5 separate regions of the Mus musculus genome follow, and regions 1, 2, 3 and 5 are each linked to region 4. The links are chromatin contacts, called in public promoter capture Hi-C and targeted proximity ligation maps. All regions are on one chromosome and are shown on one strand. The core of a region is the stretch at or near the end of the contact, and the rest is flanking DNA. Distances in the headings are between cores, read along the strand shown. Region 1 holds the start of Peli3 (pellino 3). Region 2 holds the start of Map4k2 (mitogen-activated protein kinase kinase kinase kinase 2). Region 3 holds the start of Cdc42bpg (CDC42 binding protein kinase gamma (DMPK-like)). Region 4 holds the start of Ltbp3 (latent transforming growth factor beta binding protein 3). Region 5 holds the start of Rin1 (Ras and Rab interactor 1).

Evidence for each region. Capture Hi-C pulls out chosen DNA fragments and counts their contacts.
Region 1: a targeted proximity ligation map of pancreatic cancer cells shows a contact between it and region 4. A contact is called at or near these places in 1 of 39 promoter capture datasets (liver) and 1 of 130 datasets of targeted methods (pancreatic cancer cells).
Region 2: a contact with region 4 is called in a promoter capture Hi-C map of adipose tissue, with 3 times the contacts expected there. A contact is called at or near these places in 5 of 39 promoter capture datasets (embryonic stem cells, hippocampal neurons, liver and 1 more), 3 of 130 datasets of targeted methods (astrocytes, embryonic stem cells and pancreatic cancer cells) and 2 of 9 other capture datasets (adipose tissue and liver).
Region 3: a targeted proximity ligation map of embryonic stem cells shows a contact between it and region 4, with 5 times the contacts expected there. A contact is called at or near these places in 1 of 39 promoter capture datasets (pre-B cells), 1 of 484 Hi-C or Micro-C datasets (the G1E-ER4 cell line), 3 of 130 datasets of targeted methods (embryonic stem cells and pancreatic cancer cells) and 2 of 9 other capture datasets (embryonic stem cells and liver).
Region 5: a targeted proximity ligation map of pancreatic cancer cells shows a contact between it and region 4. A contact is called at or near these places in 3 of 39 promoter capture datasets (cranial neural crest and liver), 2 of 130 datasets of targeted methods (embryonic stem cells and pancreatic cancer cells) and 1 of 9 other capture datasets (liver).

The regions. Positions count from the first base shown.
Region 1 is chr19:4,941,621-4,945,633 of GRCm38.p6, forward strand. Peli3 (pellino 3) reads right to left here and starts at 1,472. Exons shown (of 7, transcript NM_172835.3): 1 at 1,318-1,472; 2 at 140-292. The coding sequence starts at 291.
Region 2 is chr19:6,339,881-6,343,987 of GRCm38.p6, forward strand. It overlaps Map4k2 (mitogen-activated protein kinase kinase kinase kinase 2), which reads left to right and starts at 1,280. Exons shown (of 32, transcript NM_009006.3): 1 at 1,280-1,465; 2 at 1,579-1,636; 3 at 1,864-1,954; 4 at 2,023-2,087; 5 at 2,375-2,430; 6 at 2,730-2,777; 7 at 2,864-2,906; 8 at 3,224-3,296; 9 at 3,375-3,506; 10 at 3,581-3,643; 11 at 3,922-4,003; 12 at 4,092-4,107. The coding sequence starts at 1,370. Men1 (multiple endocrine neoplasia 1) reads left to right here. Exons shown (of 10, transcript NM_001168489.1): 10 at 1-1,014. The coding sequence ends at 292.
Region 3 is chr19:6,304,175-6,308,506 of GRCm38.p6, forward strand. It overlaps Cdc42bpg (CDC42 binding protein kinase gamma (DMPK-like)), which reads left to right and starts at 2,283. Exons shown (of 37, transcript NM_001033342.1): 1 at 2,283-2,701. The coding sequence starts at 2,542. It overlaps Gm52380 (a long non-coding RNA gene), which reads right to left and starts at 2,372. Exons shown (of 3, transcript XR_003952842.1): 1 at 2,290-2,372; 2 at 1,461-1,538.
Region 4 is chr19:5,738,435-5,742,963 of GRCm38.p6, forward strand. It overlaps Ltbp3 (latent transforming growth factor beta binding protein 3), which reads left to right and starts at 2,466. Exons shown (of 28, transcript NM_008520.3): 1 at 2,466-2,551; 2 at 2,901-4,128. The coding sequence starts at 3,807.
Region 5 is chr19:5,049,191-5,053,752 of GRCm38.p6, forward strand. It overlaps Rin1 (Ras and Rab interactor 1), which reads left to right and starts at 1,625. Exons shown (of 10, transcript NM_001374051.1): 1 at 1,625-1,751; 2 at 1,884-2,064; 3 at 2,164-2,278; 4 at 2,368-2,440; 5 at 2,551-2,642; 6 at 2,786-3,526; 7 at 3,780-4,085; 8 at 4,409-4,540. The coding sequence starts at 1,669. Brms1 (breast cancer metastasis-suppressor 1) reads left to right here. Exons shown (of 10, transcript NM_134155.3): 10 at 217-722. The coding sequence ends at 224.

The DNA of each region.
Region 1 (4,013 bases), core at 222-2,721, 800 kb before region 4:
GTTTGATCACTTTTGCTCTTCTTCTGGGAAAGTGGCAAGAAGCAGAGAGTCCTGGGAGAGCAGCCGGTGCACACTGTTATCTTGGCTGACCTGAGGGACAGTTACCCAAGCACATCACTCCTGGACTAGGGAGGCTCACCCCAGAACGATGAGTTCACCATACTTGATGGGCTCCTCGCCTGCCAGTGCTTCTTCACCAGGACAAGACAGGATGCAAGAGCCCTGGCTCCCCGGGTGCTGGAGGTCTGAGGTCCGGGGGGATCCCACGTCAGGGTTTCCTTCCAGCACCATTCTGAGCACAGTGGGAGAAGAGAAAAGAACCTTGCAACTTCCCACCCCAGCTCCTCTCAGGCTCTGGCTAGACACAAGGCAAGAATGGTCCGTCAACACTTGTTATTATAACTACTTCCTTTCCCCCAAATGGTGAGGTTGCTGGGATACCAAGGAGGGAGACTGGTGAGACAAGACCAAGAAACAAATGGCAAAATCAGAGTCAGAGTGTTTGGTCGGTTAGAGCAATATACCAACTTTGGATGGAATGTGTTTGGCAGAGGGGCAGCCAGGACTTAAGAGACCTCTAGACTCAGACTTAATTCCTGGCTTAAGCTCTTAACCCCAAGACCTCAGTTAAGCTCTCTGTCAGGTTCTTGGGTGTCTGTCTTCATTCTAATCTTATTGCCCTTTTTGCAGCAGGTCTAGGCCTCTGTCAGTCTGTCTGTTCTCAATGACTCTCTGTCCTCCCAGCACGTCCTTTTCTGCCTGTTCTCGCCCCACTCCGGTCCCTACTTCTATCCTTCCTCTATCTGTCTGCCTTTGTCTTACCACCCACCTGACTCAGTCTCCCTATCTTAGCCTGGCAATGCAGGCAGGCCTCCAGATCCCTCCCTCCCTCAGGTGTCTGTCTGTGGTCCTCAGGCCGCTTAGGTCTCTGGAGGCCTGTGGGGGCGGCGCTCCCCAGTCGGGCACCTCCTGCAGCAGAGTCAGTCGCCCGCAGGCTGTTAACAGCCCCAACGTTGGAAGGTCTGCGCAGAGGCAGGCCTGCACCCCGTGCTCGGGAAGGGCACAATGACAGCATACGCAGATACACACCAGGCGGCCCCTCACAAATACGCGCGCGCACGCTGTCAGTCCCGCGGGCAGTGCCTAGACTGGCACAGCATACCCAAGAACTCCTACGGCAGAGACGCGCCTCCGCGCTAACAGCCACAGGCGCCAGCCCTCAGACCCGCTCTCTTAACCCCGCCACCCCCAGATACTCAAACACGCCCCCAACGCACGCCCAACACAGCCCCCCGCCCCCCACCTCGCCAGCCTCACCTGGCGGCGTTCTGGGGCTCTCTGTGTGCTGCTGGCCCCCACCCGCCTCACCTCTACTGCGCCCCGGGACTGCCGCGGCGGGATGGGCCCGGCCCGCGGCTGCTCGGTGCAGCCTCGTCACGGGGACACCCGAGGCCCGGAGGAGGGAGGGATGTGCACACAAACCTCCACGCCCCACCCCTTGCCCCACGCCCCGCCCCGGCTCCGCCCCTAGAGGCCCCACCTTACCCCGAGGCTCCGCCTCCTGCGGCTTAAGCCTGGCTGTAGTCTGGGAAGCCAAAGAGGTTGTCTACAAGACCCCTCTCTTATTCCAGGCTCCGGACACCTCACCCTCATTCTGGGGTCTTCTAGGTTCTCCCCGAGACCGGAGCCTCCTTTCACACAGTAATCTAGAGGCTCCTTTTCCCAACCTAAGACTAGCGACTGCCCACCCGCTGCTCCAAGACCCCGCCTCCTTTATGGGGAAATCTCGGAATTACAGAGAAGCCCAGAGCAAACAGAGGGAAGGAAACTACTAGAAGAGGCGGAGGAAGGTGCATCACCCGTGGAGGCTGAGGAAAGCCACTGCGGTTGTCTCGAGTGCAGATCTGTCTTTCAGTTCAGCGCGACCACTTTCTCTCTGTGCAACAATCAGTGAGCTCTGGCCTCCTTGGTGTCCAGAGACATGAATCACTGACCTCCCCTCCCAACAGCATGCTTCTATCCTTTGCAAAGCCTCAAAGGAAAGCCCACTTTGGGGTGCTCGGTCCCTCAGGGCCACAGGCTTTCTTCTGTCAGTACCAGGCTCTCTGGGTTGAATTTGGGCAAATTAAGTCCTGTAATCCTTGGAAGGCGGGTACGATAATTGTGGCCTGTCACCCCTGTCCCCGATGCCACAAAACAGATTTACAGAAATGGCTTGCTACAAAGGAACCAAGAGAGGATCTGGCCCATGGCTTCATACACCTTGATAAACACTTTACCACTTACCAACATCTCCAGCCCTTGAACGACTCATTATTTTTTTTATATTAAATCTATTTTCATGTATATGAGTATTTTGCTTCCGTGTATGGTTGTGCACCACTTGTATGCCTACCTGGTGCCAACAGAGGCCAGAAACTCGAATTCTCTGGGACTGGAGTTACAAACAGTTGTGAGCCACCATGCCAGTGCTAAGTATCAAACCCAGAGCTGGGCAGTGGTGGCGCAAGCCTTTAATCCCAGCACTTGGGAGGCAGAGGCAGGCGGATTTCTGAGTTCAAGGCCAGCCTGGTCTACAGAGTGAGTTACAGGACAGCCAGGACTATACAGAGAAACCCTGTCTAATAATAATAATAATAATAATAATAATAATAATAATAATAAAAACCCAGGCTCTCTGAAAGAGCAAGCAGCCATTGCACTTAGCCACTGAGCCATCTCTAGTCCCCTTACTTTGTTTGCTTGTTTGTTAGTTTTGAGAGTCTCACTGTATACCCCTGAATGGCCTGGAGCTCACCATGTACATCATCAGACTAGCCTCCAAAAAGCTGGAGTTAAAAGCAAGGGCCGCCAAACCTGATGAACTCCTGACTTTGAAAGCTGCCATGAACTAGAGATGGACTCAGTTGTGCAACTACCAAACCCAGACACTATTGCAGATGCCAAGAAGAGCTTGCTGATAGGAGTCTGATATATAGCTGTTTCCTGAGAGGTTCTGCCAGTGCCTGGCTAATACAGAAGTAGATGCTCACAGTCATCCATTAGACAGAGCACAGGGTCCCCAATGAAGGAGCTAGATGAGGTACCCAAGGAGCTGAAAGGGTTTGCAGCCCTATAGGAGGAACAACAATATGAACTAACTGGTAACCTCAGAGCTCCCTGAGACTAAACCACCAATCAAAGAAAACACACGGAGAGACTCATGGCTCTAGCTGCATATGTAGCAGAGGATGGCCTAGTCGGTCATCAATGGGAGGAGAGGCCCTTGGTCCTGTCCCAGTATAGGGGAATGCTTGGTCCAGGGAGTGGGAGTGGGTGGGTTAGTGAGCAGGGGGTGGGAGGAAGGGATAGGGGATTTTCGGGAGGGAAACTAGGAAAGGGGATAACATTTGAAATGTAAATAAAGAAAATATCTAATAAAAAGAGAGAGAGAGAGAGAGAGAGAGAGAGAGACTCAGTTGTGGTCTCTTCTGCTTAGTACCTCCTGGTCTGGAACGATATCCCAATGGCCAGTTAACCCCTGAATTGCTCATTTGTTCTGAGGCAGTTCAGGCTACCCTTGAACTCAGAGGACAACCTTCTGAGTCTCCTGCCTCCGCTTTTCATTTTTCCCGTGCCGGGATTACAGGTGTGAGGCACCACACCTAGTTTATTCAGTGCCTGGGATCAAACACAGTGATTCACAGGTGCTAGGCTAGCACTTTACCAACCAAACTACACCTCTGCCCTAGCCCCAGAGTTTGAAATGTGTTTTCCGAGGAAATCAAGGACCTATGCGCAGAGAACATGGCCTGTGACTCCTGCCACAGAGGATGAGTGGAAGTTGACTCACTTGTTCCTAAAAGGGAGCAAATGCAATCTCACCCCCAAACTCCCAGACTCTCTAAGCCCCACATCCATTCCACTAACTCCCTGCCTAAGACCATGAAAAACACCAACTGCTTTGCCAACTGTTTTGAGCCAAAGAAACTCACTCGTTGGTCATAAAGGAACTTCCTCGATGCCACTCAGAA
Region 2 (4,107 bases), core at 30-2,529, 600 kb after region 4:
TAGGAAAACGTCAGGGACTGTCCCAGGTACTACCCGCGGTGGCCAGGAAGTCGGCAATGCTGCTCAGGCTCCAGCACCTGCAGCATCGCCACCCCCAGAGGGCCCAGTGCTCACTTTCCAGAGTGAGAAGATGAAAGGCATGAAGGAGCTACTGGTGGCCACCAAGATCAACTCGAGCGCCATCAAGCTGCAACTCACGGCACAGTCGCAAGTGCAGATGAAGAAACAGAAAGTGTCCACACCCAGCGACTACACACTCTCTTTCCTAAAGCGGCAGCGCAAGGGCCTCTGAACTCTGATTCTGTGGCAAGGCCCCAGGCCTGCCCTCACTCCCAGCAGGCTTCACCCTCATCCTCTAATTCAAGCCTAGACTCCGCCCTCAGTCCTAGGGGACCCAGAGCTGTCCTGCAGTGACTAGGAGCCTTCATTTAGCCCCTCTTCAGGCCCCAGAGCCCTGGCTCAGTTCTTAGAATGTAGGTGTCATCCCCACCAGCCGGCCAATTGGAACCTCATTGTAGGTCCAATCCCCCGAAATTCAGTGGACCATGACAGGAGCCCAAGTCACGCCTGAACAGTAGGGCATTCCTCCCACTTGGGGGCTAGATTGACCTTAGCCCCAGAGCACAGTTGCTACCTGGAAACCAAGGACCATTCAGTCCCTAGGGGTAGATTTCCGCACTTTATATAGAGTTCCATCCTTTGGGAATCCAAATCCCTTACCCCAAAGAACTTACATATTGCTGCCCGAATTTGGAAATCTTCCTCGTCTCCCTAGCCCCTGAGTACAGGACATGAAGCTCCGACTCTTATCTGTGAATACTGAGCCTCGCCCCCTTCCTGACCAAACTGGCGCAAGAACAGAGCAGGACCTCTTCCAGCCCTCTGGGAACCTCCCTGAGGTCCCAGGAGGAAATCTGCACGGGGTGGGGGAGGGCCAGCCTCTTCCTGTTTTGTACATAGATTTATTTTTCAGTTCCAAGAAAGATAAATGCATTTTGTTAAGAAAAAAGAGAGATGTATGTATGTGTTTCATCTGAGAAATCGGGGATGGGGCGGGAGTGGATATCTGCTTTTGCTGTTTTAGGATTTTGAACTTTATGCTCTGCACCTGTAGCGCGGCGAGAATTGGGAGGGGTACCTAAGCTCCGCCCCTGCTTCTGGGACTTCCCCGCGCAACCAGGGCGCCTCCTCTCGGCCAGGCGGGCGGCGGGGCAGCCCCGGGCTGGCCCCGCCCCGGGCTGGCCCCGCCCCTACGGCCTCCGAGTCTCGGCGCTGCCCCTGCCTGCCCGCTCGCTTCGCCCCGCCCCACCCCGCGCCGCTCCGCGCCGGCTCCGCAGCTTGCGCCCGCCGGCGGGTCCGGCGCCGGGCCATGGCGCTGTTGCGGGACGTGTCGCTGCAGGATCCGCGGGACCGCTTCGAGCTGCTACAGCGTGTGGGGGCCGGGACCTATGGCGACGTTTACAAGGTGCGCTGAGCGGGGCTGCGGGACGGGCGGGAGCGCAGGAGGAGGGTGCATCTTCACGTCCCGCCGCGGGAACCCCGGCCCCGCCCCCTCCTCACCCCGCTTCTCGCCCCTAGGCCCGTGACACCGTCACGTCCGAACTGGCCGCGGTGAAGATCGTCAAGCTAGACCCAGGTGTGGGCCCGGGTGGGGCCTCTGTGCTCCTGGGAGGCGGGCGGGTGAGCTGGCGGGGGCAGAGAGTTAACATTTTCTAGACCCCCCCGTGAAGCCGACCCCAGGAGAAACTAAGGTTTGGCACCTGCTCGGCAAGGAGAGAAATACTCTATGCTCATTTTGCACATAGGGACAGAGTCTAGGCTATTCGTTCCCCCCCCCCCCCCATAATGCCTTGTGCTCCCCAGGGGACGACATCAGCTCTCTTCAGCAGGAAATCACCATCCTTCGTGAATGCCGCCACCCCAATGTCGTGGCCTACATCGGCAGCTACCTCAGGTGAGGTTGTTTATCCTCTTACCCTCTTGTGCCTTGCATTGTGCCACCCCAGCTCTCTGTCTCCCCAGGAATGACCGATTGTGGATCTGTATGGAGTTCTGTGGAGGAGGGTCACTGCAGGAGATTTACCACGGTGAGATCCAGACTCCATGGACATGGCCTTTCCCGATCCCAACATAGGGGTAGGAAGGCATCCTTCTGGCTGCACTTGGACTCCTCTTAGCTTCTGACTGGCTGTGTGACCTTGAGAGAAATACTATCCTCCTCTGGGCTCAGTTTCCCAGCCTGAGTCTGGAAGAAATTTGGCTAACATCACTTTGCTGTAGTGGTGCCTGCTGCTCCCCACTCTGCAGGGTGGGTAGGGAGGGTCAGCATATCCCTCAGGCTCTTTCTCTTCAGCCCCCATTCTGTATGTTTCAGCCACTGGGCCCCTGGAAGAACGGCAGATTGCCTATGTTTGCCGGGAGGCACTGAAGGTATGGGGCTCATAGGCAGCACCCATTTTGGAATCCTCAGGAGTGTGGGCCCAACACATCTGGCCAGTGGGAGATTGGGACCTTGGGATGGGCTGACTCAGGGGGTGGAGGTCCTAGCAGGAGGGGGCCCCCCAGTTCTGTTGCCGGAAGCAGCCTATTTCCCTCTTGGCTCATTCACTTCCTGCTTGGGGAGAGGGGTGGAGGAAGCAGCTTGGGTGGGGGGCCCAGTCCTGAGGAGGGGCTCAGAAGAGATAATTAGTGCAAAGCAGCTGTCCTCAGAGACTTCTGTTTGTCTCCAGGGGCTCCACCACCTGCATTCTCAGGGGAAAATTCACCGAGACATTAAGGTAGGGGGTCAGCCAAGGGCATGGTTCAAATGAGGAGGAAGCCGCCAGGCACCTGACACAATCCTTTCTGTGTGTTCCCCCAACAGGGTGCCAACCTTCTGCTCACTCTGCAGGGTGATGTCAAGCTGGGTCAGTACCCGGGGGACACTCAGGGACCATAGAACTGAGTGCTGGAGATCCCAGTCACTTTACTGTTTGAGCCTCAGTGTCCCCATTTAGAAGATGTAGCATTATTGCCTGCCAGTAGTTGGCTGTATGAGATTGGCTGGGGAGGGATCTGACATGGCATTGTTTTTAGAGATGGAAGGGTGGGGACCCCTCTCAGAAGAGGGGCCTGGCCTGGCTTGGTACAGTTGTGGCTGGACCCAAGCCCTACCTGGTATAGCCTGGGCCCTGGGGTGGGAGGTAAGTGAGGCCCTGGGTCTGGTAAGAGTTCTTTTCTGCAGCGGACTTTGGGGTGTCAGGCGAGCTGACAGCATCTGTGGCCAAAAGACGTTCTTTCATTGGCACTCCATACTGGTGAGATGGTGCCCTGGCAATAGGGGTGGTGGGCACAAGGAGGGCATCTGGCCATCTCGTATGTGACCCTGATTCTAGGATGGCACCAGAGGTTGCCGCTGTGGAACGCAAGGGTGGCTACAATGAGCTGTGTGACGTCTGGGCCCTGGGCATCACTGCCATTGAGTTGGGCGAGCTGCAACCGCCACTGTTCCACCTGCACCCCATGAGGTCAGCCTTGCACTTGCCCCTTGCCTGCTCCTTGCCCTGCTGACCTTTGACCCATGCGTTCACATCCTCCCTAGGGCCTTGATGCTCATGTCGAAAAGCAGCTTCCAGCCACCCAAGCTAAGAGATAAGACGCGTTGGTGAGGCCTCGCCCACAGCTGAGATACCTTTTTTCCAGCCTAGTCCCGTGGGGTAGAGGCTTTTGCCCAAGATTGACCTTGGTTTCCACTGTAGGCAGTGGGCAGGGAGGGAAGGAAGGGCTGGTGGCTTGTGATGGAGGGTCTTCTATGGCACAACGACAGCACTGCCCAAGTTGCTCTTCCTTTGGCAGCCGGCGGGGGCAGCCGACAGGATGCTTCTTTGCAGAGCTTAACTTGGGTTTGGGTGGGTGGGTGGGTGGGGCTTTTGTACCCACCAGGACCCAGAATTTCCACCACTTCCTCAAGCTGGCCCTAACCAAGAACCCCAAGAAGAGGCCTACAGCAGAGAGGCTTCTGCAGGTGGGAGGCAGGGGGTGACTGGGGACTTGAGACTCAAAGACAAGGCCTGGAGGACAGGGAGCGACTTCATCACCCCTTGCTCCTCCAGCACCCATTCACGACCC
Region 3 (4,332 bases), core at 1,033-3,532, 570 kb after region 4:
CCAGATCCTGGGGCTTCTCTGAGTGTTTAGGTTAGAAGCCTGGCCATGTGATGAAGCCAGAACAGGGTCCAGCAGACAGTGAGCCTTTAAGGACTTTTGGACATGTGATAGGGACCACTTAGCAGACAAGGAAGCAGCAGCTTGTAAAAACAGTGAGACAACTAATCCAGGTGCAGCTCAGGTGGGTGAGAGAGTCCCCTAGCATGAAGAAAGCCATGGATTCCCTAAAACTTCGTGGAACAGGTCCATGGGAGGAGGTAGAGGTGGAAGGACGAGATGTTCACCTATCTAGACTGTAGAGAATTAAATCCAGCCCAGGATACCCAGGTTTCAAAATAAACAAAAAACTAGGACAGAACCTAAAAGGACTGAGTGCCTGAGATGACTGGCGTGCCCAGTTATTTATTTAATTAGTGAGACAAGGTCTTTATATATAGCCCGGGCTATCCTAAAACTCACTATGTACACCAGGCTGGCCTTGAACTCAGAGATCTTTCTGTCTCTTCAGAGTACCGAGCCACCATATCCAGTCGGTGTGTTCAATTGAGTCCAGCTCTGGCCTTTCTCTCCCACTCTGGTATGGCATTGAAGCCTGCTTGGGGTTGGGATTTTCTCAGAATTCAGCTTTCAAAGAGGTTAAGGGTCTTGGGGAAGTTGATGCAAGGACCTTGCCAAGAGCGGAGGCCTGGGCAGTTGGCCCTTGACTGACCTTTGTGACTAGAGAATCAGCATTACAGGAAGGGTCCCAGCCTCCTAGTTCTCCATGACGACTTGCAAATACTAGACACTCATTCCTCCCCTAGTCTCTGGCGCCTCCTTGTGGCTTCTGTGGGCCCCAGCCCTGCCCTGTGCTGAGGAGGTTCAGAATCCCTGAGAGAGCCAGTAGGCTCCATCAATTCACCCTGTAATCTAAGAACTAGGAAGTTGAAGCAGTACGCCTGGGAATTCTGGGTCATTCTTGACTACATAGTGTGTTCCAGATCAGCCTAGTTTATATGAGAGGATAAAAACAACACCAACAACAAAAACCGTAAATCCAAACTCCAGTCTGCCCTCCCTGACCCTCCCTTGGCAGTGCCATGGCATTGAATTTGAATCCTGAGTCTCTTTCCCAGCCTGATAGATCTGGAAAGAAATATATGCCTGTGTTTTCCCCATTTCAAATTGTGGACCTCATGGAGAAGGGGCTTCTGTAAAGATCAAATGAGAGACCTACAGTGGTTGGTTGGTTTTTTTTTTTTTTTTTTTTTGTTTTGTTTTTTTTTTACAGGGTTTCTCTGTATAGCCCTGGCTGTCCTGGAACTTACTCTGAAGACCAGGCTGGCCTGGATCCCAGAGATCTACCTGTTTTTGCCTCCCAAGTACTGGGATTAAAGGCGTGCACTCCCACACCACCACCCCAACATAACCCCTGTAATGTTTCTAGACCCCGTTAGATGGGATTTGGGTGTCCCACTCACTTTGCCCCTGCAAACATTCAGAATGCTTCCTCCCTCAACGCTGATGACTCGATCCTGTCAAGGTCTTCAGCTTGCAGTCTGGAAGGAGAGGCAAGCCCTCTAAGTAGGCCTTTAAACAAGTTGTTCAAAAGACACCAGAGCACCCTTCTCTTTGGTATCTGGCCTGTCACCATCAAGACCAACACAGATGGCCAGAAATAAAAAACCTCCCTGGACACAGCCAGCACCTCCACCTCCTTTGCCTCCATCAGCACATCTCAAACTTCTTGTGCCCTCCACGTTCCAGTTCAGGGCCTTGTTCCCGCCAAAGCCTTGAAAATCAGTCCCATCTAGGTCCACACGAGAATCTAGTTTCAGAGACCCCCTACCCTCAGCCTTCCAAAGCCGCAGTGTATTCATGCTAAATGAGTGTGCCCATCCTACCTCAACTACATGTCTCTGGGTTAGTTTTAAGGATTTAAAGGAGATCAGAAACTTTTGGGGGTAGATGGGTGTGTTGCCTTAGCGCCGCTTTCAAACCGAGGCCAGAGCGGACTACAACTCCCATCCGGCTTCAGGGCCGCAACCGTCCCTAGCCCCTCTGGCCTGGCTAAGGGACAGGCCGCTGGCCGGGTCCCGCGGGAAGTTGCGCTAGGCTCTGTCTAGGTTAGTGTCTCATGAGGGTCTAGGTGGCGCTGGGACTGGGGTGGCACCGTGATCAGAGGGGCCTTTTGCGACCCCAACGGACCCCCTCCAACCCCGCCCAGGAGTTACTTTTCGTGGCCCGCCCTCCCACTTCCTGGACGAGGGTCGGCCCCGCCCCCGCGCGCCTCCGCCTTCCCACCTTCACCTTCAGCCGCGGCTCCCATTGGCCGGCGCGCACCTGCCCGTCCGTCGGGGGCGGGCTTGGAGGGCGGGGCGGGCGACCAGGTGAAGGAGCGCGGGTGGCGACCGAGGAAGGTGACAGCGGGGAGGGCGGGAGGGAGGGGGGAAGCCGCGCAGAACGAGCCACGGGACCACAGACGGACCGCCGGGCGGACGGACGGACGGGGCATGCGGGCGGCCTGGCTCTAGCCCGGGTTTCGGGGCTCCAGCGGCAGCCATGGAGCAGCGGCTGCGTGCGCTGGAGCAGCTGGTACGGGGCGAAGCTGGTGGCAGCCCAGGGCTCGACGGCCTCCTGGATCTGCTGCTGGGGGTGCACCAAGAGCTCAGCAGCGCCCCCCTGCGCCGGGAGCGTAACGTGGCGCAGTTTCTGAGCTGGGGTGAGTGGTCCGGGCAACACCCGGGAAGGGAAGCTGGAGGGACGACAACACCTGGAGCTTTGTGCCCCCAGACCTTTTCCCGGGAGTGGCATATTCCTGAAACTTCCTCATTGTGCTGTATCTAACGCTTGCCGTTGGTCTCCACAGCCCGCTCGCTCACCTGCACCTTACTTCAAACTCCCAGAGACAGGTACATAAGGTACACTTCCCACATACCCTGCTACAGACCCCAGACATGTTGCCAATACACATCTTTCACAACGGTCACCTCATGCTCTACCTAGAACATACATTTAGGCGGACACCGTTTTGTGTGACATAAACATACAGACTTTCTCTATTTCCTCCGTTCTTCAAGAGGACGGGCACTTTGTTCTAGGACCCCTCTCACCTGTCACACACTCAAAAGTCCTCGTCCTTCACCTTGCAGACAAGTCTCCTTACTTCAATCCCTAGCCGGGACCAAGAACCAACCTCAACCCCTTTGGAGGATTTGGGGTCTTGTTAGAAGTGGTTTTATTTGATTCGTCTGAATCCTTGGGAATGGCTGACTTAGGGTGATCCTAAACCCAATGTGGGCACTGGACACATCTGGCCAGGCTTTGGTGAGGAGGGCATGGGAATTGGGCCTGAAACATGGGGTGTTTACCCTGTAGGCGATCAGAGTTCTTGGTGCTCCTGAGCTATGGGCAGACACAAGGCTAGGCCAAATATGGATGGGGGTCTACCAGCCAGTCCTGCCATTTCTTTCTGGGGTGAGAGCAGTTAGACGGCCCTGCCCCCGTTGCCTGCCTGTTTCTCTGTGACTCTTCTGTGTTTTACAAGTGTCTGATTTGTCATCACTCCCACATGACACCTGTACCTGGGTGTGTGCATGTGGCACATGTGTGTGTGTTTACACATATGTGTGTTTCTCCCTGCCTGCCTCTGGCACCTCTGCTTGGGACCCCAACACAGGGCATGTCTGTTGACTTCTCCCGAGGTAACTCCAAGGCCGGGTGTGACTCACGCCTCTCCTGCCCCAACTTGTCCCTGCTCCTGCCCAGAGCCCCCACCCCTTCTGGCAAGACAAAGGTATTAGGCATCCTGTCCAGGAGGTTGGATCTGGGCACCAAGTTTGGCCAATGTGGCTGGTGGTCACCTCTGATATTTCTGCAGGCTGGCAGCTGCTCCTCCCTGGCTCCATGCATAAACCTGGGAAGAGACAATTAATTTCTGTAGTGAGGTTTGCACACCTCCCCCGCTGTGGGGGTTCTGCCTGATAAACCTGTGGAACAGCTCTCTGTCCCACCCACAGGCCCGCCCAGCTGGCAGGGAGTTTACCTTCTGGCAGGGGGAAACTGAGGCAAGGTGCCAGATCGTAGATGTCCCCCAGTCCTCACTGGTCACTCCTGTCTTCATCATTTCCCAAGACTCGGTGCCCTTCCCCCTGGCCTACAGCCACTTCAGTTATGGGGAGAGCCTGGGAGTGGTTGGACCTAGCCCTTGCGGAGGTGGTGGTAGGGCAAACAGACTGTGATGCGGGAGGAGGTTCCTGCCTGTATAAGCCCCATCCAGAGAGGGAGGTAGGGCTCTAAGTGGCAGGGCTATCAAGCCTGGAAGGAATCCTGTGTGCTCACACCCTCAGGTGC
Region 4 (4,529 bases), core at 1,216-3,715:
GGTTTTTTCGAGACAGGGTTTCTCTGAATAGCCCTTGCTGTCCTGGAACTCACTCTGTAGACCAGGCTGGCCTCCAACTCAGAAATCTGCCTGCCTCTGCCTCCCGAGTGCTGGGATTAAAAGGGTGCACCACCACGCCCAGCAAAAGAAGTATTTCTAAACAAAAATAAAAATCTGAAGTTGATCTCTGGTCTCCACTAGCAAGTGAATACACACAAACCCCCCACATGTGCACAAGTCCCCCTCCCATATACAGAACTACACAGACATATACACACAAAATAAATAAAAGACAGCTCTGACAGCACACACCAGGGGAGGGACGACAGCTGGGGAAGACCTGCCTTAATGGTCTGGAATGGCCATGGTCTCCTTGGCCTTACAGAATTGTCTTCTACAAAGATGGCGGCTATGGATGGCTGTCAAGAAGGCTGGAAAAGGCAGTAGAGCATGGTGGCCGAGTGTGCTCAGCTGCCTCAGTTTACCCTGCAGATCTGCTCCACTTCCCTGCAGTATATTAGGTGGTCATACTACTGCACTGCCAGGACCAGCAAAATTGGAAACAAGAGGAGATTAGAGATAGCATCTATTGCTTGGGCTCCTTTCTGACAAACTGCAAGGAGGGACTCAGGGGTCTGTTGAGGGCCCACAGTTGTCTGAGGTCCGTCCCCCGCCCCCCCCCCCCCCCCCGCCCTGCAGCTTCAGGTCCAGGGTTCTCTTCAGTTAGCCTGGGCATATAAAGGCTTTTCTCATAGTCTCCTCAATGGTGATGAGTAAGGTCTTCCCTCCGATATTAGTCTGTGAGTACAGCAGGAGGGGGTGTCTTTCCTAGACAGTCTCTCCACCCTGCTTAACTCACCAGCCTGAAGGGTACCAGCCACTCCTTGCTGAGGCCCTGAGAGCCTAAGGAGTCTACCAAAGATCACATCTGTGGACAGTCACTGCCAGACGATCTAAGCTGGACTCATTGCTCCTTCCTGACCCTGAGTCCCTGCAGCAGCCCAAGACAAGGGTTGTCTCCACTCCCACTCACAGCAACACATGCTGCTGGTCATATACTCCTTCTAGAATGTTCCTTTTGGCTTTTCCACATCAAGTTCCTTTCATGTCACTCTGACGCCCCTACTGGGTCTCTGGGATAACTATCTCTCCTCCCTGGTGCACAAGAATGGCAGCTTGCCTGTTTCTGTGGGCCCTTCTCGTGAACTACTGAGTCACCTTTCCCACAGAGTAACATTCCCTGTGTGCTCAGGAATGAGCCTATGTTCCAGTCTGTCATGGGCTCAGGTGTCTCTGCTCAGAAGACTTGAAAGGGACCTCCATAGTGTCCCTCTCCTGTCTTTTTCTCTCACCTGCCAGGGGATGAAGCCAAACCCTGAGACCACATCACCTGCTTCTCTGTATCATTTACTTCACAATGGCGCGACTTTCCACAGTCCCAAATCAAACAGCCACATCCTTCCAAGAGGTGTGCGGTGGGCAGATCCTCATCGGCCCTGATACAGTGCCCGCTGATCCAAATTCCTCACAGTGACTTACATACCCACTCAGACCACAGCTGCACTGCCCTCTGCCCTTCCCACCGTGTTGCTCGCCTGGCTTTTCCTCTGACTTGGAAAGGACAGCGGTTTTTTTTTTTTTTTTGGTTTGGAAGTTTGTTTGTTTGTTTGTTTTCTCACTCTTGACTCTGCAAGACTCATTGCAGTCCTTTTCACCTTTCTCGGCTTCCCAGCATGCCCCAAGGCTCCCCTCATTACTTCCCTTCACTATGGAAAAGCGTGTTTGAAGGAAGCTGTCCCAGACCCCCACAGCCCACCACTCCTTTTGTTTCACAGTTGGGTGACTAGATCTCATTCCATGGGCAAGAATTCCAAGGCTTGGAGAGCACGAGATTCCAAGCCTGGACTGTTTGACAGCGCCTTGTTCCAAGGTGAGCCTCTGCCTACTCTGCACAGGGGAGGGTCAGGTTTACACCAGTTCAAAGGAAAAAATGAATGTAAGAGCGCTCAGCACCACTCCTGCCAGGTGGAAAGTATTCAGTGTTACTGTTGCAACAGTGTTACTAGAGCAGGGGGAGGGGTCCCCCCTCCCAAGTCCTCCTAGATTCTAGCAGCAAGGAATCCTCTTGGGACACAGAGGTCACCCCCTGCCAGCATTGCAGCAGTAGGCTGTACTGAGCAGCGCCTGAGCTACTGAGCAATTCAAGCAGAACTCATCAAATGGCCTCCCTCAGTCCCTCCGAAGCTACCCAAATAAACTCAGCCTTAAAGTAAAAAAAAAAAAAAAACCAAAAAACAAAAAAAACCACCATTAGCTCTTTGGAAAGGTGTGCCTAAAGCCGAGCCCAACCCCCTCTTCCCATCAGATTACCACCCCCTGATTCCCCTGGAGAGGGCCTGGCATGAACCAGACTTGGCATGGTTCTGACCCTGGTCACCCTTAGCCCTACTAAGTTCTTTTGAGTCAGACACTGGATCCTGGGGCTTCCTAGCACGTTCTCACAGTATTGTCCAGATCCGGGACACCACAGCCTCCCCTTTCAGACCAGTGAGTAAGTCTAGCTCTTCTACAGCCTTGAGCAAATTCAAGACCCTTCCCCACCCCCCTGTCAACCCCTGCCCCAGGGCCCTGCTGGGCTTCTCCCCAGCCCCCTGAGCACTCAAGTAGCACTCCCTTCTCCGGCTGTTAGCCTGGGAAGGGGGCCAGGCCCTGAGCTCAGACCTTGGCGATTCCAGAGTGTCTGAGGCCCAGAGCCAGCGCCGCCAGCCAGGCCAGACGAGGGGAAGGGGGGAGGTGGCAGGGTGGGCACCAGGAAGCCCTCTAAGGAGCGGGGGGGGGGGGGGGAACATTGGCAGGGAAGCCAGGTTTCTAGCTTTGTTCTTTCTGCTCTTCTTCTTGAGGCCACAGGGTTCTCCCCGGCCAGTAAACCCTGGCCAGAAGGTGCTCTCTCCTGCTTAAATCCTTTCCTTCGAGAGAAGACAGGACCAGGAATAAGGACCCATGACTTCAGGGCTTCGAGAACCCCTACATGTACAAAGGCCAATGGGCAAAAGTTAACAGACCTCTGATCCTCCAAGCAAGGACCATCTGCCTCGGTTTCCCCATTTTGACCAGGTGGAAAAGTAGTTGGGCGGGGGAGGTGTGCACAGGCCTCTGCACCCCGCCCGGAGGAATCTGGCGGAGTCCCCAGGTGAGGATTCTTCTGGAAAGAACCCAGGTCGGTTCCTGCGCGGGGCGGGCACCTAGGGGGCTGCCCCCACTCCAACCGGCGCCCTCCCTGCCGCACATCGTCGCTTCTCCGGGCAGCAGCGAAAGACGCTTGAACCAGAAGGAAAAAGAGAGAGGAGAAAAAAAAATTGTCTCCCTGGCCCCGGGCCAGCGTCCCAGCCCCCCTCGCCGCCGGCGCGCTCCAGCCAGGGAAAACAACTGCTCACTTCTCCCTGCGTCCTCCCCGCGCGCTCCCTGCTTCCCGGCGGCCGCGGGAGAGGAGCCCGGCCAGGGGGAGGCGCGGAGCGGGCTGGCCGCCCGGCCTTCCTCTCCCCTCGCTCCTCCTCTCCGCCTCCACTTGCTCCGGCCTCCTCGCTGCGGCCTCAGTTCGGGGCCTGGCTGGGTTTCTCCCGGCCAGGGAAGTTTCTTCGCTCTACCCTCAGTGCAGCTTCCATCGCTCTCCCTCGCAACGGGGATCCCGGCCGCTCCTGCTGTCCCCTCCCTACCCTTGGCTTCTCGCCCCGCTCTGCCCTCTGCTACCAACACTCGATCCCCTGCTCGGGCTCGACCTCCAATCTCCGAGGGTCGTGCGGCCCCGGATGCCCGGGCCCCGAGGGGCTGCCCACGGCCTGGCCCCTGCGATGCGCCAGGCCGGGGCATTGGGGCTGCTGGCACTACTCCTGCTGGCGCTGCTGGGCCCCGGCGGCGGGGCCGAGGGTGGGCCGGCCGGCGAGCGGGGCACAGGCGGGGGCGGGGCGCTGGCCCGCGAACGCTTCAAGGTGGTCTTTGCGCCAGTGATCTGCAAGCGGACCTGTCTGAAGGGCCAGTGTCGGGACAGCTGTCAGCAGGGCTCCAACATGACGCTCATCGGAGAGAACGGCCACAGCACCGACACGCTCACCGGTTCTGGCTTCCGCGTGGGTGAGGGCCAGGGGGCTCTGGCTGGGGACATAAGGAAGGGCAGGCAACAGCACCAGGCAGGAAACAGAGTGGAGCATTGGGGATAAGAGATGGGGAGCTGGGATACATCGATCGCGGATCTGGGGCCAGGGCTCTGAGAGGCTGCGGTCCATGGAAGACAGAGTGAGGTGCTGGGCTTTTAAGTATTGGATAAGGGTTGAGGCTTAAGCTCGGGTCTCGGATGACACAGAACTCCTGGGAGGTGCTCAGTTTGAAGAGGGAGCGTACAAGGGGTTGGAGAGATGAGAGCAAGGGTAGGAATTCACGCAGAAGGGGGTAAATATTTCACCCCCCAAACAGAAATCTTTCAACTGTCTCAAGTTTGGCCTGGTGGAAGGAGACACCTGTGTTCTCAGGAAGGC
Region 5 (4,562 bases), core at 375-2,874, 690 kb before region 4:
GTGCGCTTGCCGAACATGGGCAAGAACCCAGTCCCAATCCCAAGATCACAAGAAGATAAAAGTGCCTGGAGCCCCCAGGCAGGGTGGGTCCAAGAGGGCAGGAAGAAGAAACCCTGATGGACGAGGGAGTAAGGCACTTCCTCACTGCCGTCAGGAAGGAAGTGCTGGTGGTCCTTTTGGTTCAACTCCCTTCAGAAGTTTCCCATATCCCACTAGGACCCTGACCCTGCATTTACTCTCGCTCGGAGGGTCCTGGGAGCAGCTGGTACCTCACGCAGGATTAACATTTCTCTGCAAAGGCAGGGGGTTGCCTAGTAGCTCTTCAGTGTTGCTGCTGGCCCCTGACCCTCTGCCACCACTGGCCTGGACTCCTCTGCTCTCCTTGGGATCTGCACAACTGTGGCCCTGAAGCCGACCTGGCCAAGCAAGACTGTGGTCTCCATCCCTGACCAGCCCACTCCCTCCCAAAGAATAACTTCTTCAGCGTCCCCCCACAGAGAGACCAGGCCTCATCCAGAGTCACAGCAGCAGTCCTCCTGACCTTGAACCCTGGCCCTCAGCCACTGAGCCAGGCCCAACTGTAGGAGGAACTCTCAAGCAGACATGTTGGGCCTTGTCCACCCTGACTGCCGCTGGAGAGGACGGCTTCCCAGGCTTTCTCAGGGCTATTCCTGGTGTCTGCCTCTCAGATTCCAAAGACTGGAATAAAATTTAACCTGGGACCTTGGTGTGGCTGATGTGTGGCTGCTGTATCTTAAAAGGGAATCAAGGCTTTGTGGGAGCACCTAAGACAGACTTTGCTGGGGTCCCTGTAGTTTGTGACTTAGAGAAAAGCCTGGGAGAGGAAGTTGGGACCAGAGCAGGAAGCGCCGCATGGCACAGGCAAGCCAGAGAAGCACATGGCCTTGTGTGGTGAAGGGACTTTTGGACATGCCTGGAGGCCAGGTCATGTCTGCACCTGCCCCAGACACTCGGCAGATTGGCAAGGCAGGCTAGCTAGCAGGGCCTGTGTGTGGGAGGCAGCTAGCAGCAGCACCAAGTGCTGTCGACCTCACAGCCACACTCCCCCTCTGGTTAACAGTGAGTGTCAGAACCACCCCCAGAACCTCAGTTAAGCAAAGAGCTTAGTTTCCATGGAGACACAGCATCCTTTCTCCATAGCAACCTGAAATCACAAAACCCAAGTTAGGTTCAGGAATGAGTCATCTGCAACCAGTAGGGGGTGCTCTCCCACAAGGCTGACCTTCCCCCCCCCCCGCCCCCCCTTTGCAAGGCTGGAGCCGATGAGCCAGTGACCACAGACTTCTTAAGGTGACCCAGGGGTGTGGCTTGGGTCTATGGGAACTTGGCTGATCCAGCCTAACCCCTCCCTCCCCCACTGCCTAGTGTGAGGAGGCTGCAGGAGGTGCTGTGTGGGGGTGGTCCTCCCTTAGCCGGGGCCTGATGATGACACTGGCATGGAGGGCTTCTCTGCCATTCAAGACTGTCTAAGAGTAGAAGAAGTGGACACTGGCTACATGGAGTGGACATACAAGAGTTAACTGGCGGGGTGTGACAGGGCGAACCGCCTTCAGGAAGTGTTACTCACCGCCAGGAATGTGCACGCCTGTGCCTTGGGGGTTGGATTGTCTTCCTGAGTCCCAGGAGAAGCCGAAGGAGCTCCCAGCCATGGAAGACCCTGGTGAGACCGGAGCACACCCTCTGGGAGCCACCAACCTGAACTTTGTACCTGGGCACCAACAGAAAGAAAAGTTAGTAAAGTTGGGGGGTCAGCCAGGTGCATCGGGTGAGGGCAGATCTAGGAGGAGCTGGCAAGGACAGGATAGATGGGAAGCCCAGAATGGGAAGACGTGTTCACCCCAGGTCTGGGTGTCTGCCCCCAGGCCATCTACAGACCCACTGTATGACACACCTGATACCAGAGGGGTACAGGCAGGCGGGTCCCAACAGCCAGCACGTACTGTGAGCCTTCGGGAGCGGCTGCTGATCACCCGGCCTGTGTGGTTACAGCTGCGGGCCAACGCTGCAGCCGCGCTGCACGTGCTGAGGACAGAGCCTCCGGGGGTGAGTCTCTCCCTTTCCTCAAGGCCTAGCCCGCCAAGGATGGGAGGGAACCAGCCTGGACATGGAGGACCAGAGCCTCCTAATCTCGTTCACTCACAGACCTTCCTGGTGCGGAAATCTAACACTCGCCAGTGCCAGGCTCTGTGTGTGCGGCTGCCAGAAGCTAGTGGCCCCTCTTTTGTCTCCAGCCACTATATCGAAGAGAGTACTGGCGGTGAGGAGGGTGGCCTGGAGGGCAGGGGCTGGAAGACAGGCAGGGGAGGGAGGTCCCCAGAGAACAGCCTCACTCCCAATGTCTCTCAGGTGTCTCTTTGGAGGGCTCAGAGCTCATGTTCCAGGACCTGGTGCAGCTCATCTGTGGATACTGCCGTACCAGGTGAGCCTGCCTGGGGGGCACCTGCTGAGCCCTGGGCCTGCTTCCCTGGACTGCCTGTCCTCTGCATCTGAACCCCGCTCACTCCTGACTGCTCCTTGCTCTGTCCTTAGGGACATTCTTCTCCTCCCTCTCCGACTCCCCAGAGCCATTCATCAGGCAGCCACCCACAAAGAGCTGGAGGCCATCTCCCATCTGGGCATGGGTAAGGGTACCCTGCAGCCTGTTACACAGATGGACACACAGAGGTCAAATGGGGGAAGGAAGAGCAATCAAGATTTTCCTTTGTGGGCACCCTGCAGAGCCAGCTCTGAGCACCCCCCCCCCCCATTGGTTTCTCATTGCTAGAGTTCTGGAGCTCCTCACTCAACACCAAGGACCAACAGAGGCCTTCGGAAGCCCCACCCATACCCCGGCTGAAGGCTCGCTCCCCTCAAGAGCTGGATCAGGGCACTGGTGCTGCCCTCTGCTTCTTCAACCCCCTCTTCCCCGGGGATCTGGGCCCCACCAAACGAGAGAAATTCAAGAGGAGTTTCAAAGTGCGAGTGTCCACCGAGACCTCCAGCCCTCTGTCTCCACCTGCTGTGCCGCCTCCCCCAGTCCCGGTGCTTCCAGGGACATCTTCCAGCCAAACGGAAAGACTGCCCCCTCGACAGCTGCTGCAGAGGGAGAGCTCAGTGGGATATCGTGTGCCAGGAAGTGCTGCCAGCCCTTGTCTTCCTCCCCTACCTTCCCTTCAGGAGGTGGACTGCTGCTCTCCCAGCAGCTCAGAGGAGGAGGGCTCTTCAGGAAGCCCTACAACCTCCCCACGCCTAAGCCGCCCAAGGCACCGGCGGCCTCTGCTTCGGTCCATGAGTTCTGCTTTCTGCTCTCTGCTGGCACCAGAGAGGCAGGTGGGCCGGGCAGCCACAATGCTAATGCAAAACCGATACACAGCCGTGGGTCAGCTAGTGCAGGACCTACTGACCCAGGTTCGGGCTGGTCCCGAGCCCCGGGAGTTGCAGGGCATCCGCCAGGCCCTAAGTCGGGCCCGGGCCATGCTGAGCGCAGAGCTGGGCCCTGAGAAGCTGCTACCACCAGAGCGGCTGGGTAAGGCCCGACCCCTGGCCTCCACAGGTTCATGTCCCTGGCTCTCCATCCTCCTTTGTCCTCCTCTCTCCTTGCCTTGGGTGCCTAGTGACTGCTGCGTTCCCTGTGCCCCACCCTCACTCCCTTTCTCACTTACTGTTGCACTGAATTCCCCGTCCCTATCCCCACCTTTCTCCCTACCTCCTGTCTTGGCCAGGGCCTCCTGCTCTTCCGGGCTTCTTTCCCCTGACTGCAACCACCTCTTCTCCGGCAGAATTGGTCCTGGAGAAGTCCCTGCATCGCTCTGTTCTCAAGCCTCTTCGACCCATTCTGGCTGCCCGCCTGCGGCGCCGGCTTTCCGCAGATGGTTCCCTCGGCCGCCTAGCTGAGGGCTTCCGCCTGGCCCGGACCCAGGGGCCTGGAGCCTTCGGGTCCCACCTGACTCTTTCTTCCCCAGTGGAGACAGAACAGGTGCGCCAGAAGCTGCTGCAGCTCCTTCGTGCCTACTCACCTAGTGCCCAGGTCAAGTGGCTCCTGCAGGCCTGCAAGCTGCTATACACAGCCCTGAAGAGCCAGGCAGGTAGGACCCCCACCACCTTCCCCTGTGCCACTCTTTCTGAGTAGAAACCACGCATCACCTCCCTCCACAGGGAGCCTGTCCCAGAACCCCAGAACTGCAAACAAGATAGAAGGAGCCCACTCTCCACCCCAGGAACTCTAGAGAATAGTGCCTTTCTGCCCTGTAACCTTCCCTGAGGTTGCTATGATGCTCCTGGTCTGTCGCCTAGTCACTTAGGGCTTTAGCAGGTGTAGGGGAGGGGCCACACTGTCTAGCATGGAGATTGGACCCTAGCCTTTGGACCTCTGAGGAGGCTGGAATCTCCTTCTTCCATGTCTCCACAGGAGAGAATGCAGGTGCTGATGAGTTCCTGCCTCTGCTGAGCCTTGTTTTGGCCCAGTGCGACCTTCCTGACCTCCTGTTAGAAGCTGAGTATATGTCAGAGCTCCTGGAACCCACCCTGCTCACTGGAGAGGGTAAGGGTTCCCTCGCTTCTTG